2 separate regions of the Gasterosteus aculeatus genome follow, and region 2 is linked to region 1. A link is a contact called in public Hi-C data. All regions are on one chromosome and are shown on one strand. The core of a region is the stretch at or near the end of the contact, and the rest is flanking DNA. Distances in the headings are between cores, read along the strand shown.

Evidence for each region. Hi-C and Micro-C count contacts between places; a contact is called where the count stands out from the background.
Region 2: a Hi-C map of tail fin shows a contact between it and region 1, with 7 times the contacts expected there. The contact joins the enhancer-like site here to the promoter of slit1a in region 1. A contact is called at or near these places in 5 of 6 Hi-C or Micro-C datasets (liver, skeletal muscle, tail fin and 1 more).

Annotation. Positions count from the first base shown.
Region 1 is chr6:11,419,148-11,425,248 of fGasAcu3.hap1.1, reverse strand. It overlaps slit1a (slit homolog 1a (Drosophila)), which reads right to left and starts at 3,354. Exons shown (of 36, transcript XM_040178712.2): 1 at 2,438-3,354. The coding sequence starts at 2,640. It overlaps LOC120821000 (rho GTPase-activating protein 19), which reads right to left. Exons shown (of 10, transcript XM_040179318.2): 10 at 6,027-6,101.
Region 2 is chr6:11,491,395-11,497,812 of fGasAcu3.hap1.1, reverse strand. It overlaps slit1a (slit homolog 1a (Drosophila)), which reads right to left. Exons shown (of 36, transcript XM_040178712.2): 27 at 6,280-6,377; 28 at 6,055-6,194; 29 at 5,719-5,812; 30 at 5,471-5,608; 31 at 5,153-5,381; 32 at 4,929-5,059; 33 at 4,692-4,846; 34 at 3,606-3,894; 35 at 2,804-3,015; 36 at 1-2,361. The coding sequence ends at 2,123. Among protein-coding and RNA genes, the nearest start is that of LOC120821127, 30 kb to the left of the region's middle. Within about 2 kb of position 5,077, at least 1 of the 9 cell types and tissues checked has open chromatin away from gene starts, as enhancers often do.

The sequences.
Region 1 (6,101 bases), core at 2,105-4,604:
AAAACACACACTACACACACACACTATTACACATAGACACATATGGTGTGAAGCCTCCTCCTTCCTTATTCTGGAGAAGCTCCAACATGCCCCCAAATCTCAGTTCAGTGTTATGTTCTGGTGCAAATACATCTTCGCTACACTGGCTTTTTGTAATGAACTGAGGCCACACTTTTCTAGGCAGCAGGCCCGTTGGCAGGATGAAGCGGTGAGATAAAAAGGCTGCAAAAAGCTTGACTTGGAGAACCTTTACGGTCTATGAGAGTCAAATCTAATCAACCACACAGACTCGGCACATCCGTGCGATCATAAAGTGTTCTTTTGTTCACAGCAGATGAATAAAGACGAGGAAGAAGAGAGACGAGGAAAGGACGGAGTGGACGGATTGGTCCATGGACGGAGGAAAGGGGGGGGGGGGAGGCCGGAGGCCGGAATGAAGCAGGGTGTGATTTTAATAGATGGAGCTCACAGACTCATTACAGGATTCAGTCTGAGGAGCGCAGGGGTCAGACCTGATCCAAACCCACACTGACAAGTGCAAATGGGATTCTGCTGTCTGCCTCAACACCTTCCATCCACACACCCCTCCCCATAAACACACACACACACACACACACACACAATTCTTGGTACCAACACTAATACTATTCCGCCCCCCTTCCATTAAAGTGAGGCAAGTAGAATTGAAAACATGATGTATTTGAAATGTTTGCGATTTCGATCAATTTCTAACGAGAAAAACGTTCTGTTAACATTTTATCCACGGGACAAAAAAACAAAACAATTTTACAAAGACTTGACCAGCAGGTTACTCATCTTTGACCCTGGTGGCGTTTGCAAAATTTCTCGAACACAAACGCACATTTTCCAAATGAGTTCACATAAATCTTGCAATCCACACGGGAGCATCATGTGACGCAGGGTGCGTTTGCACAATCCCCTTGATGAATCACCCTGTGGAGCCGCCTGCAGGAGTCTTGATTGTTAAGTATAGTGCCTGGCTCTCTTCTACACGACCTACACACACATCGAATACATGCGGCCCACACACAAGCCCCTCCACCCCCCCCCCCTAAAAAAAGGCAACGACCAAGGAATAATTTACGCATGACCTTTATACACATTACGTTTAAAAGGCAGCATCCTGTGTGAGCTGCGCTTGAAGCGATAAAATCCCCTGCTGTACACGACCCTATGAATGCACACACAACTTTTAACACAAAAACGCTCTTGAGGGGAGGGTCAGGGTATATTTAAAAGTGTGTATGGCCATTCATGTAAAAGGAAACCACAAAATAACTGTGTTTCCCCTCTGCCTCGATGTTGAATCAGCATGTGCACAGAAGCAACTCGGAAACACCAAGACCGCAACAAAAAAAAGAGATGTTCTTAGAAATTAAATATGAAAAGCATAAAATATGCAGCCAGCTGTGGCGAACGCTGCCTGCGACACAGGCTTTCTCTCCCTGCCGTTACCGTGGCATGTTTTATTCAGGCATGATATTCTAAAAGCTGAAATAGAACAATCTACTTCCCCTTGCACTCCTCACTTTTGATTTTCCTGATGAATATTTCAAAAGAATGTTAGAAAAGACAGGAAAAACTCAACTCAGCGAGCCGGCGTCTGCCTCACCTCACCTCTCTCTCCCTCCCTCCCTCCCTTCGCTCTACACGACAGCTTCAGGATTCTCGTGCAAGGCTCCCTTAAGTAGCAGATTTGCTTAATTTTCTACATGATTTAACAATTTTGTGGAGTGAGCATTCAGGGGCATGAGAAGGGGGTTGAGAGGGGAGACTTTGTCCCAGGAGTTGAGGAAAGTAAAAAAGGGGAAAGGGGGGAGTGTGTTGGGGGGGGAGATAAAGAGAGGCACAGTGCTGCGTGGACAGGAAACGTGTTCCCAAACATAACTCAATCCAAGCTGCCCACAGGACGAGCCAGCGGATCCGTCTCTGGCTGAAACTTTACGTTAAAAACTTCACCTTTGGATTTCTAAATGTTTGGATCATCAGAAAGAAAATCAACTTAGACAATTAAATATTTGGCTTTCTGGATTTAGAATAAAATCTAAAATACACGCAGTAAGCAGGTAAGTAAATTATGGACACATGTGAAAGGGACACATCTGCTCCGTCTTGTCCCTCATGCCTATTTATACCTGACTGGAATGCCAGCCACTGACTGACACACACACACACACACACACACACACACACACACACACACACACACACACACACACACACGCAGCTTTACAGGCAAAGCTATTGTTCTCTTTCAGTCCAAGCAAAGTCATGTGCACCACTACAATACAGAAAGCACACAAAGGCCTACAGTGAATAAATAAGAAAGGTGGACACAGTTAGTAGTCATCTATCACACACACACACACACACACACACACACACACACACACACAGGAGTACAGTTGGTACTTACAGTCTTTCGGTGGTGCGGGGGATATTCCGTGGCATGGTTTTGAGACCCAGTCCATGGCAGTCGACTGTGGTGCCGCTGCAGGTACACAGGGCTGGACAGGCACTGACATTGCCCACGAGCAGCGCAGAGAGCATCACCACCCACATCCAGAGCCCAGCCCGCCTGCCCGTGCCTGCCCCGAAACGGCCACCTCCGACGGACATGTTCACTGCCACTGCAGCCAGCTATTCTTCAACAAAACCCGTACAAAAGAAAGTCCTGCTACACCTGGCAAGTCCTCTAAAAATAGCAATATAATGTGTGGTGAATATGAATAGAGAACAAGGCTATAAAAAGAATTCTATTATTTTCCTCTTAGCTGTGAAACAGTAATTCCTTTTTGTTCTTCTAGCTTTCTTTGATGTAGGTATGAGATCCACCACAGTTTGCTGACAAAAAAAGCTTTTTTTCTTTCTCTTATTTTTCTCCTTGAAAACTATTTTCCTCTCTTGTCTTTTTGGAGTTGCTGTGCTGCGCGCGCTCTGCGTCCTCTGTCCTCCTCTCACTCAGTCCCGCGCTGCTCTGCTCGCCTGAAGAGAGAGGGAACAGGGAAAGAGCAGAAAGAGAAAAAAAAAACAGCCAGTCTCTCAGTCTCTCTCTCTCTCGCTCGCTTACACACACACACACCAGTCATCCATCACATGGATCTACAAATAGCAGAGCCTCCCGACTCCACCCCTACCCCTCCTCTCATACCCCCCCTCCAGCCCCCCCAGAACCCTGCCTGAACTCACTCTCATTCTCAAGATCCCTCTTTCGTTCCCTTGATTCTACGCACAATAGAATAACGGCCCCAGTTATCTTTGGTTATCCGTTTTCTTTTTCTTTCTGGTTTGCCTGCAGGCAAACCCCTTAGAAAGAGACCTGCATGACACTGCATAACCCCTTCCCAAAGGGAGAGGCTCTGTGTGTGTGTGTGTGTGTGTGTGTGTGTGTGTGTGTGTGTGTGTGTGTGTGTGTGTGTGTGTGTGTGTGTGTGTGTGTGTGTGTGTGTGTGTAACGAAGGCGAATCCACTGGGAGAGAGACGAATCAACACCTTAGTCCTCGGAGGCAAAAAGCATCAAGAATATAGAATCTGTAAGTGTGAGTTTCAACATGTAGATCAAGCACACGCACACTGAAGCTGCAGCAGGGAGCTGAATGAAAAAGCACAAAGACACACAAGCACGTCCACACAAACGCATTAACAGTATTTATGATCTGTTGGGAAGGCAAACAAACAGCAACAAAGGCGCTAACTGGCACACGATCCACCTCTTAACGGCTTAAGAAATCGTTTGATTAAAAAGTGGACGTATTAGAGCGCAGTGGTTGTTGACAGTGTAATTGCAGCTTTCAGGGAACTTTTCCAAAAGCAAAGTGATGAATCAGTTGGCGGAATCGCAAACCAGTGTTCTGGATGTGGGCAGGAAACACGCTTCTCGTTTTGTATGGGTTTATGTTCACAGCTCGCAGCACAATTAAACAAATAGTCACACTTTCAAATAAGGTGAAGGGAGTTGAGAGAAGTTACAAACAAAAAGGAGCAACAAGAAGCACTTATTGCATAACTGTCACTGAACTAGTGTAATTAATAGATCCTAAATATCTGTGAATCTGCATAAAAATCCAATAATGAATTGCCATGTTATTATACACAGTGTATGTATGAGGTACTAGTTCAACAGCCCCTCATGAAGGGGAGTGCACTGGCAACGAAGGAGGTAATGATGCCTCATTGGTTTGCTGCCTTTTAGCCTCTGATTCAGCATTAATCCTGAATGATTCATTGCTCGCTCATCCGGAGATTCACAGATATTGAAGAACTTGTTAGACAACAGCTCATATATTCATCTGCAAAGCATCCCCAGTTTATATAATGATTCAGAAGGAAATACTAATATTGATTAATTAGCAGTTTACTTGGTTTTAAACTACAGTTTAAAAAAATAAATAAGTTTGATACTTCGATAAAACTAAACAAAAAGTAACAAATTCCTCAGCTACCGTTAACTTTAACTAAAATCAGGCAGGAAAGATGCAAGAGGCAACATCTGAGTTTGGGGTTCATCCGTCCTGTTTTGTTGCTTGCCCAACTGGAAACACACACATATGCTGAGCCGTGAATGTCTGTACATGTGCAGGTGTGCAGGTGTACACACACACACACACACACACACACACCGCAGTGTTGAGCTTCCTTCTATGAACGGCTAATTGAAGAGGAGAGAGTAGTGTTTAGGGGTAATGGGGGGTGGATGTTCATCCCTCCACTCTCATAGAGTCGTGATAAGAATGTACACAAAACGCACAACAGGAATCATTCTGCTGCTCTCAAAGCCTGTAGAAGAACATGGCAGCAAATTACGATTAGTTTGGGAAAGGAGGCGTTGCAAAAAACCCAAGCGCTCACCAACAAATGACTCCGATGAGGAAATAGCTGCACTTAATGGAGAAAGGTAGAGACGGAGTGAGGGATTCATTGAACATCATCCTCCAGCTTGTAACCCAACGTTTACACAGACGAAACCGGCTGCTTCTCCGTTGTCTCAAAAAGGGGGGGAAAGCAACAGAGAAGTGCTCAAACAGAAAGGAACCAATTTTAGCATCAAGAAAATTCCACAGCATGCTTCAAATAGTAGTTGTGTCTATTTCGAACTCGGCAGAGAAAAAGAAAGAATGATTATCACGCTGTCCATTGTTGGGAAAAGAAAACTATGCTGAAGTCTACAAAAATATTTCCACCTAGAATTTTTCCCCCTTTTCGTGTGGTCTACATCTGTAGCGTAGACGGAATTCAGTTGCCACTGAAGGTCATTTTAGTGCACACATTCAAATCACATCCCCTCATCATATATGCTTGTGGGTTTGTGTGCACACCAGATGATGTAAAGTTGATTGCAGTATGTCTGAATCATTTTACAGTCATGGTGCTCACTTCCGAGTAGGAATGCTGCATGTAAAACAATACCATTCCTATTGTGGAAGCTGTCTGATGTATATTTACAGAAGACGAGAAAAAGCAGACCCATTTCTCCAGATGTTTACAACATATACTTACAATACCAAACATGCGTTGACATGGACACCATAATGACACAGAGACATTCCTCCTATTGGAGAGCAGCCTATTCTGTTACTATTCACCCTCCAACTCTGTAAAAATACCTTTCATTCAGGCCAATCGCTTACTGCAGACAGTACAGATGTCCTAATGTTCACCTTCAGCGACGTATTGATACTCAAAAAGGTACTAAGATTGGCCATGTTTACTTCAGTTTGTTAGTTAAGTTTAATTATTATTATTATATTTAGGGTGTTAAACATAACGAGTAGTTTACCGGCAGATTTCTCTCATAAGGGTGTCGTCGACAACAGTCTCTGTTTCAGGCAGACGAATCATTTGCAGCTAAACAGCAGCACCTTGTGGTTCCGAATCAGTTATTCATCAATCCCGAAGAAAGAAAAAGTGGCAAAAACGGCAGAGAGTTCATAATTCATCCATCCTACATGTTTAATATAATATATGTATATACATGTGTTAATGTTTCAAATGAAAGGACATGGATCTCGGCTTGATTTCTTTTAATAGCAGTGAGTTGCATAGATTCTCAGTAGCATCAGTTGGCACGTTGACCAAACGTC
Region 2 (6,418 bases), core at 3,828-6,327, 71 kb before region 1:
TGACGGATGTTTTCTCTTTTCGGATCTGTCAGATCTCGCTTCACGCGGTTGCCTCTTCAGACACATCTAGGATGATACCTTAACACGATCATTGTCCTCATCGAAGGAATTTCATCCAGTTTCTTCTGGCTTGACAGCAGCTTATAATAAGTTGAGCTTGACTACTTTAACTCTGTGGAACTAAAAACACCTCAGGCGAACGGCTCTCAAAATAAAATGAAAGAAATACAACCCAACACTTCCACAAAATCAACGTGAAAACAATCAGAAGCCTTGAAGTGTGGTAACGTGCTACGAGGTGAAGTGGAGGAGACCTTTCTTAATCCCTCTCCAGCCACCTGCAGCAGATGAGGAATGTCTGAGCCAGCGAGCAGGAAAACACCGGCATAACTCCTGACCGAGTGAGGTTACAAATACCGTACATATTTTTATGCTGTTTTTTGTTTATTATTTTTACCTTTTTTGTTCTTTTTGAAGTTTTAGAAAATATTTGAAAGTCAGCAACATGTCTGCCTTTCACTTTTCTACAAGAAAATGCCTTTTCGATAAAATAAATAAAATCAAGCACAGACTCTCATGAATTAGATGTAATATTCACATGGAAGACAACATATACAATATTAAACATATTTCTAGACCGATACTGCCTCCTATACAACAAAGCCAACCATCTGCTGTATTTTTGGCCAATTAATGTATTTAATTACCTTGTTGAAGCAAAGTGTGATCAACAAATAAAAACACCTGGGGAACCAATCGAATGCCTTACCACCAGTTCCAAAGCTTCCAGAAACTTACTCTTTAACATAGAAAAATACTATACCAAAATGAAATACAAATATATATATATTAGAATCTGTTAGGCATTTCTATATAAAGAGTTGTTGGCGGGGCGGCTAAAGGAGTTAGACAAAATATTACATCAAATAACAAAAAAGAAAAGAAAAAAATCAATAGGAAAAATTAAACAGAACGAAATAAAAATCAAAAGATGATTCTGCAAACTTTTTTTTTTCACAACATGTCTAATGATATTAAGAAGCTCTACATATTTGTCGGCAAACTCTTCTCCACACATGCAACAGTTTGCACCAGCTTAATACTGCAGGCATCAAGACGAGCCGGGCTCAGTGACAGCCTCCCGCTCAAAGGGGGCGGGATTATGCAAATCACCCGGCCCCCTGAGGCAATCCATGCTGGGGAAATGATGACCACTGGGCGCCGCCGGCACCGGGTCGGTCAACAATATGAACAGAATACACAATACACAGGACTGTGCATTGCCGTGCGCGTGGTCGCGTGGTTCACAGACGTCTACGGCTGTTATTTTCAGTGCTGCTAGTCAGTGCAGTCTCTATTTTGACGTCTAAAGTACCTCACGGCAAACAACTCGCGGCGCCAGACCACCCGGCCTCAAAGTCACCGACATCCGCACCGCATTTATGTGCCCGCTCTAACGCTACCATTTCTCTGTCCACTTCTACCGTGTGCATGTGTGGATGGATGAGTGCGTCCCGGCAGAGAAATGACTACGCCAAACCAACAACAACAAGCTCAACACAACCCGAGCCACACGCAGCCCTGTGCAGGTGACCAGCCAAGCTCAACTCAAGACAAGCGGTCCAGCTCTACCGTGATCCCCCCCGTCTCTCTCCTCCTCGCTCTCAGCCGGCCAGGACCCCGATGATCCTTGCGGCCTCCATGAAGCAAAGATGGAAGATGGTGGCTAAGTTGTCAGTGGGGAACTCACACTGGCTAATTTGGGTTGGAGGGATGCTTCACTCTGAAGGCAAAAACCTGTGAGATCTCTGGACCCCTTGGAACAATGTTGCAGATACAATGGTGCTGATGCTGCTGATGCTGCTGATGTCACCTCTACATTGTTGCCCGTGATGTTGGTTTCTCTGTGTTACTGTAGGTCACACACCCTTGGAAGGGGAGGAAATGTCCTATTTTACAAACATTGTTGTCCATAATATATAGATAGAGGTTTTATATATATTCTTTATACTCTCTCTTTTTCTTTCGTCCCCTCCGTCCGCTTTACTCCAGTCCTCTTTCTTCCTTCCTTTCTCTCCATCTTCTGCTCGGCGGCAGCGGCAGGACGTGCGAGTGAACGGCGCTACATGCAGCCCACACAGCCGCACTTGATGGTCTTTTCCACTTCCTCGCTGAAGGAGGTTCCGTCGCTGCACTCGAAGGTGTATTTCCGGCGTTTCATCCGCTGGCTGGCGCAGCAGGCCCCCGCGTCACACGCTCCGGAGCACTCCACCCAGGACACCATGCGCGTCGTCTGGCAGATGGCGTAGCCCCGCTGCACCTGGTAGAAGTCTCGCACAGGTTCCCCTCGGCATTCGGACTCTGGGAGAGATGATTAAGACCCCCGCGGACGTCAGTGAACGGCGTCAGGCTCAGGACAGAGATACGCATCCAACCGCCGGTAACAGACAGACCGATGGGAACGAAGCGCTAAATGAGGATTTGTGTGATAACCCCAATGCAAGATATTTAAAAATATCAGTAACGTTAATACACAACAGTGCGTGCGAACATGCAAACAAACACATTTTATAGGAAGTATTTTTTTTTTCCAATTAGAAAATATCACAGTGCAGTACGCAGTAGAAAATGTCATGTAATGAAAATCTAGTTGTAAATCATAGTACAGCACGTTATTCTACACAACGCCATAAAGAACAGTAAAAGTATGCGTTAAAGTCAATGAGGGCTCGTGGTCCTTTTCAGTAGAACCTCGCACGGTTCCATGAACAAACTTCAGAGCGCCTACACAGAGAAAACCCACCTGCATCACAGAGCCCCCCGGTGTAGCCGCTCTCGCAGTGACAGTAGGCCTCTCCCGTGTCCGAGATCTGACAGCGGCCGTGTTTGCAAGACAGGCGCCGGCAGGGGTTGAACAGCTCACCCTGTTGGTTACACAGGGCGCCGCGGTAACCCTCCTCACACTCGCAGCGATATGACTGAGGGTCCAGAGGGATGCACTTTCCATGCACGCACCTAGTAACACACAGTCACGTTGATCAAATTCCCCACAAGTCAAGTAAGTTTATGGTTTGAAAGCAGTGTCATGGATTTGATGCATTGAAAGCCACCAACTACATTCACTGTTGTTGTATGTTGCCTACTTTAGGTCGGACTGAGGTAGCTCACATGTTGTAGTAGTATAAAAGCTAGTTTCTTTAACACCTAAAACATATGAAATTAAAATGTAGAAGTGTGCCTTACAGAAGGTTGACAAACCATAAACTAAATGATGTATGATACCCGATGATGATCTATGTATGATGATCTATGTACAAAGTTATGAAACAGCCACAGAAAATGTCCCTTGGGTCGTAAAAGTATTGTTTATGGCTTTTTTTCTGCAGGACCTGATAAATCCTGATTCTTTAGGACCTTTTTGCTGACCTCTGCTTTTAATCAAACAGGTTTTTGGATGCACTCCATGTAATCATAAATCTTTACATTGTCCTCTCTTACTTAAGTAAAGGATTTTAGCGCTTCTTTCACTACCGCCCGTTGTGTGAGCAGACAATGGGCACTAAGATGTCTGCTGTTAAATACGGTGTTTCCGTTCACTAACGTACTTGGTGCCCTGGCAGGGGTTGGTGGCTGTCTGATCGCACTGCGGCCCAGTCCAGCCTGGCTGGCAGTGGCACACTGGTCCCTGGAAGCCATCGGGCTGGCATATGCCGTGCACGCAGTAGATCTTCTTGCAGGGCTCGCAGCCCGGTACCACGCCAGGCTTCATCTGTGTCTTGGTGAAGTCCTGGAGCTCATTGTTGATGTATAGATTCTGAATGCATCCATGGAAACTGGAACCGTTCTGGAGCTGCCAGAGACGGAAAGCGCCGGAGTGCACGGCCACCGGCATTCCTGGAGCAGGAGGGGAAAACAGGGGACTTTAATAGGTGTGAAGTCCTGCGTCGTGGATCACAAACAGACAACCAATACGGGGCTGGTATGAGCGTAATGAGGGAAGGCATTTCAAATATGGGTATCCCAACAGCGCATATGCCATTTGTCAAATTAACATACGTGGGCTTTGTAGCATTTGCACCACAGGACACATCATCTTTGAAACAAATGAAAGCGAAGGGCAAAGTGGGAAAATGTCTCCTGTAGAGTCGTTTTAATGACGAATGTACGGCTCAACAAATCACTGAAACACACCGTACCCATGCTGCGTCAGTCATGAGCAAACTGTCATGTCAACACCAAAGCTAGTAGTGCATGACAACGAATGAAAGAAAGGCCTTTTGCGTATCTTTCAGCAAAAACTTCAAATGATGTGGATGCCAAGATGGGCTAAACCATCAAAGAGGTGCAGTGTTTCTACAAACACATGCGTGCAAATACAGAACAAATCTCACTGGTAGTTCCCATGATCGTCACTAGAGGGCACACTTTACATTTGTGAGAGTTGCGTTTTATCTGTCAAGGCGAAATGGGTTCTTGGCGTTTTATTCGTTGTGAATTGGACACGCAGTCATGACTGAAGGTGGGGATGGTGCGGGTGGAGGCAGGATGGGGCTGAAGGGGGTTGCACGGTCGAGTGGAGGGGTTTGGTTGCAGCGGTGACAAAGCGAGGGGGGAGGGGGGGTGATTGACAGTAGTGTAGTAGTTAAGAGTGCCTGCAGAGGAGGGAGGTGTGTTCTGGAGAGGGCCCCTACCCCCCACGTATAGTGGAGCCTCCCCGTTCAGGGGCCGCACCGCCCCAAAGCTGTCCATTGTTGTGGGGAGACCCCCGTCGATGGACAGGTTCACCATCTGGTCAAAGGTCACGAGCTCAACGGTGTGGAACTGGCCATCGTTGATAGTCTCAGTACTGCCAAAGGAAAACAAGAGATTGGACATCTTTCCATCGGCTGACGGCGACAGAAACGCTCGCGGCCTCAAAGGCAGCTCACCTGTAGATGGCGTATCCTGGCTGGCTGCCAGGGTCATAGCTGACCTTGACGTGACCTTGGTAGAGCTCCACAGCAATATGATCATTGTCCCCATTGTACAGCAGGATCCCGTTGTCCTCAGCTGTTGACACCTGCGGAGGGGAGACGTTTGCGTTTTGAATAGTTCAGGTCCGTACACACAGATATCAAACCCACGCATGTTCACACATCAGCACACCGGATACCTGCAAGGTGATGTTGGCCTGCGGCCAGTTCTTGAGGTCCGAGAGCAGCAGGTACGAGTCTCTGTCGATGAAGTTGACGCTGACCAGCTTCTCGCAGCGGGGACCCCCGAACTCCGGGGGGCACTGGCAGAGCGCGCGCCCGCCCCGCTCCAAACACGGGGCGTTGTTCTGGCAGTCGGCCAGCTCGCACAAGGACAGCGCAGATGGGAGGAACTCACACAGCTGGCCGCTACGGAGGCACAGAGAAGGAGGGCGGCGTTGGTGGTGAAGCAGATGAAAAGGCGCCGGCGCGTTGGGTCGAACGTGCGCTGCGCTCACCTGTATCCTTCGGGACAGACGCAGGCGTATCCGTTGAGCTCATCCACACACTGAGCTCCATTCTGGCAGCGATGCTCCTCGCAGTCGTTGTAGTCTACGCTGCAGTCGTCGCCAACGTAACCAGGAGAGCACACACACCTGAGACACACGGACCAGAACACTGGAATCAGGGCAAAGCGACATCCTGGTTTCGTCTATTTGTCAGCATGTGATAGAGTCACAGTTGGTTGCTGCATCCGAACACTTACTTGGGGCCATTGGAGGTGATGAGGCAGGTAGACTGATGTTTGCAGGGGCTCCGTCCCGGGGCACACACGTCCTCCATTTCTTCGCACATCTCCCCTACAGCGAAATGAGTATTAGAAAAAACTGTTGCACATGACGGAGAAAGAACCATCCTGCCAAAACAGCAACGGAACGTAATCGAATCAATTTTTACATTTTAACAAAGTCAAATCAGTTCAAAGATATATAACTAGACTGTATTGTAAGAAGTATCAGACTCGTTAAAAACAACGGTAATATATATAATGTATTTTGCAGTGCACTTGCTACTTGAGTCAAACTGTGCTGCATGAACTAACCCGTGTAGTAGGGGGGACAAAAACAAGTGTAGTTGTTGACTCCATCGAGGCAGGTGGCGCCGTTCTCACAGTCGTTGTCCTCACATTCGTCAATGTTGGTTTGGCAGGTGGGGCCCTCGAAGCCCAGTGGACACGTGCAACTGAGAAGAATGTACACGGTCATTGCCCTCATCGTTTTCAAGTTCTTTTGAGATAAACACGACTTCAAAAGCTTGGCCTCCTCACCTGTATTGTCCCTCCTCGCCGTCATTCACTTGGCAGGTTCCTCTATTGGCACATGGGGAACTCAAACAGGCATCAAGAGCGGTCTCACAGTTCTTTCCCTGAGACCGTGAAAGACAAAGACAAATCACATTCATAATTC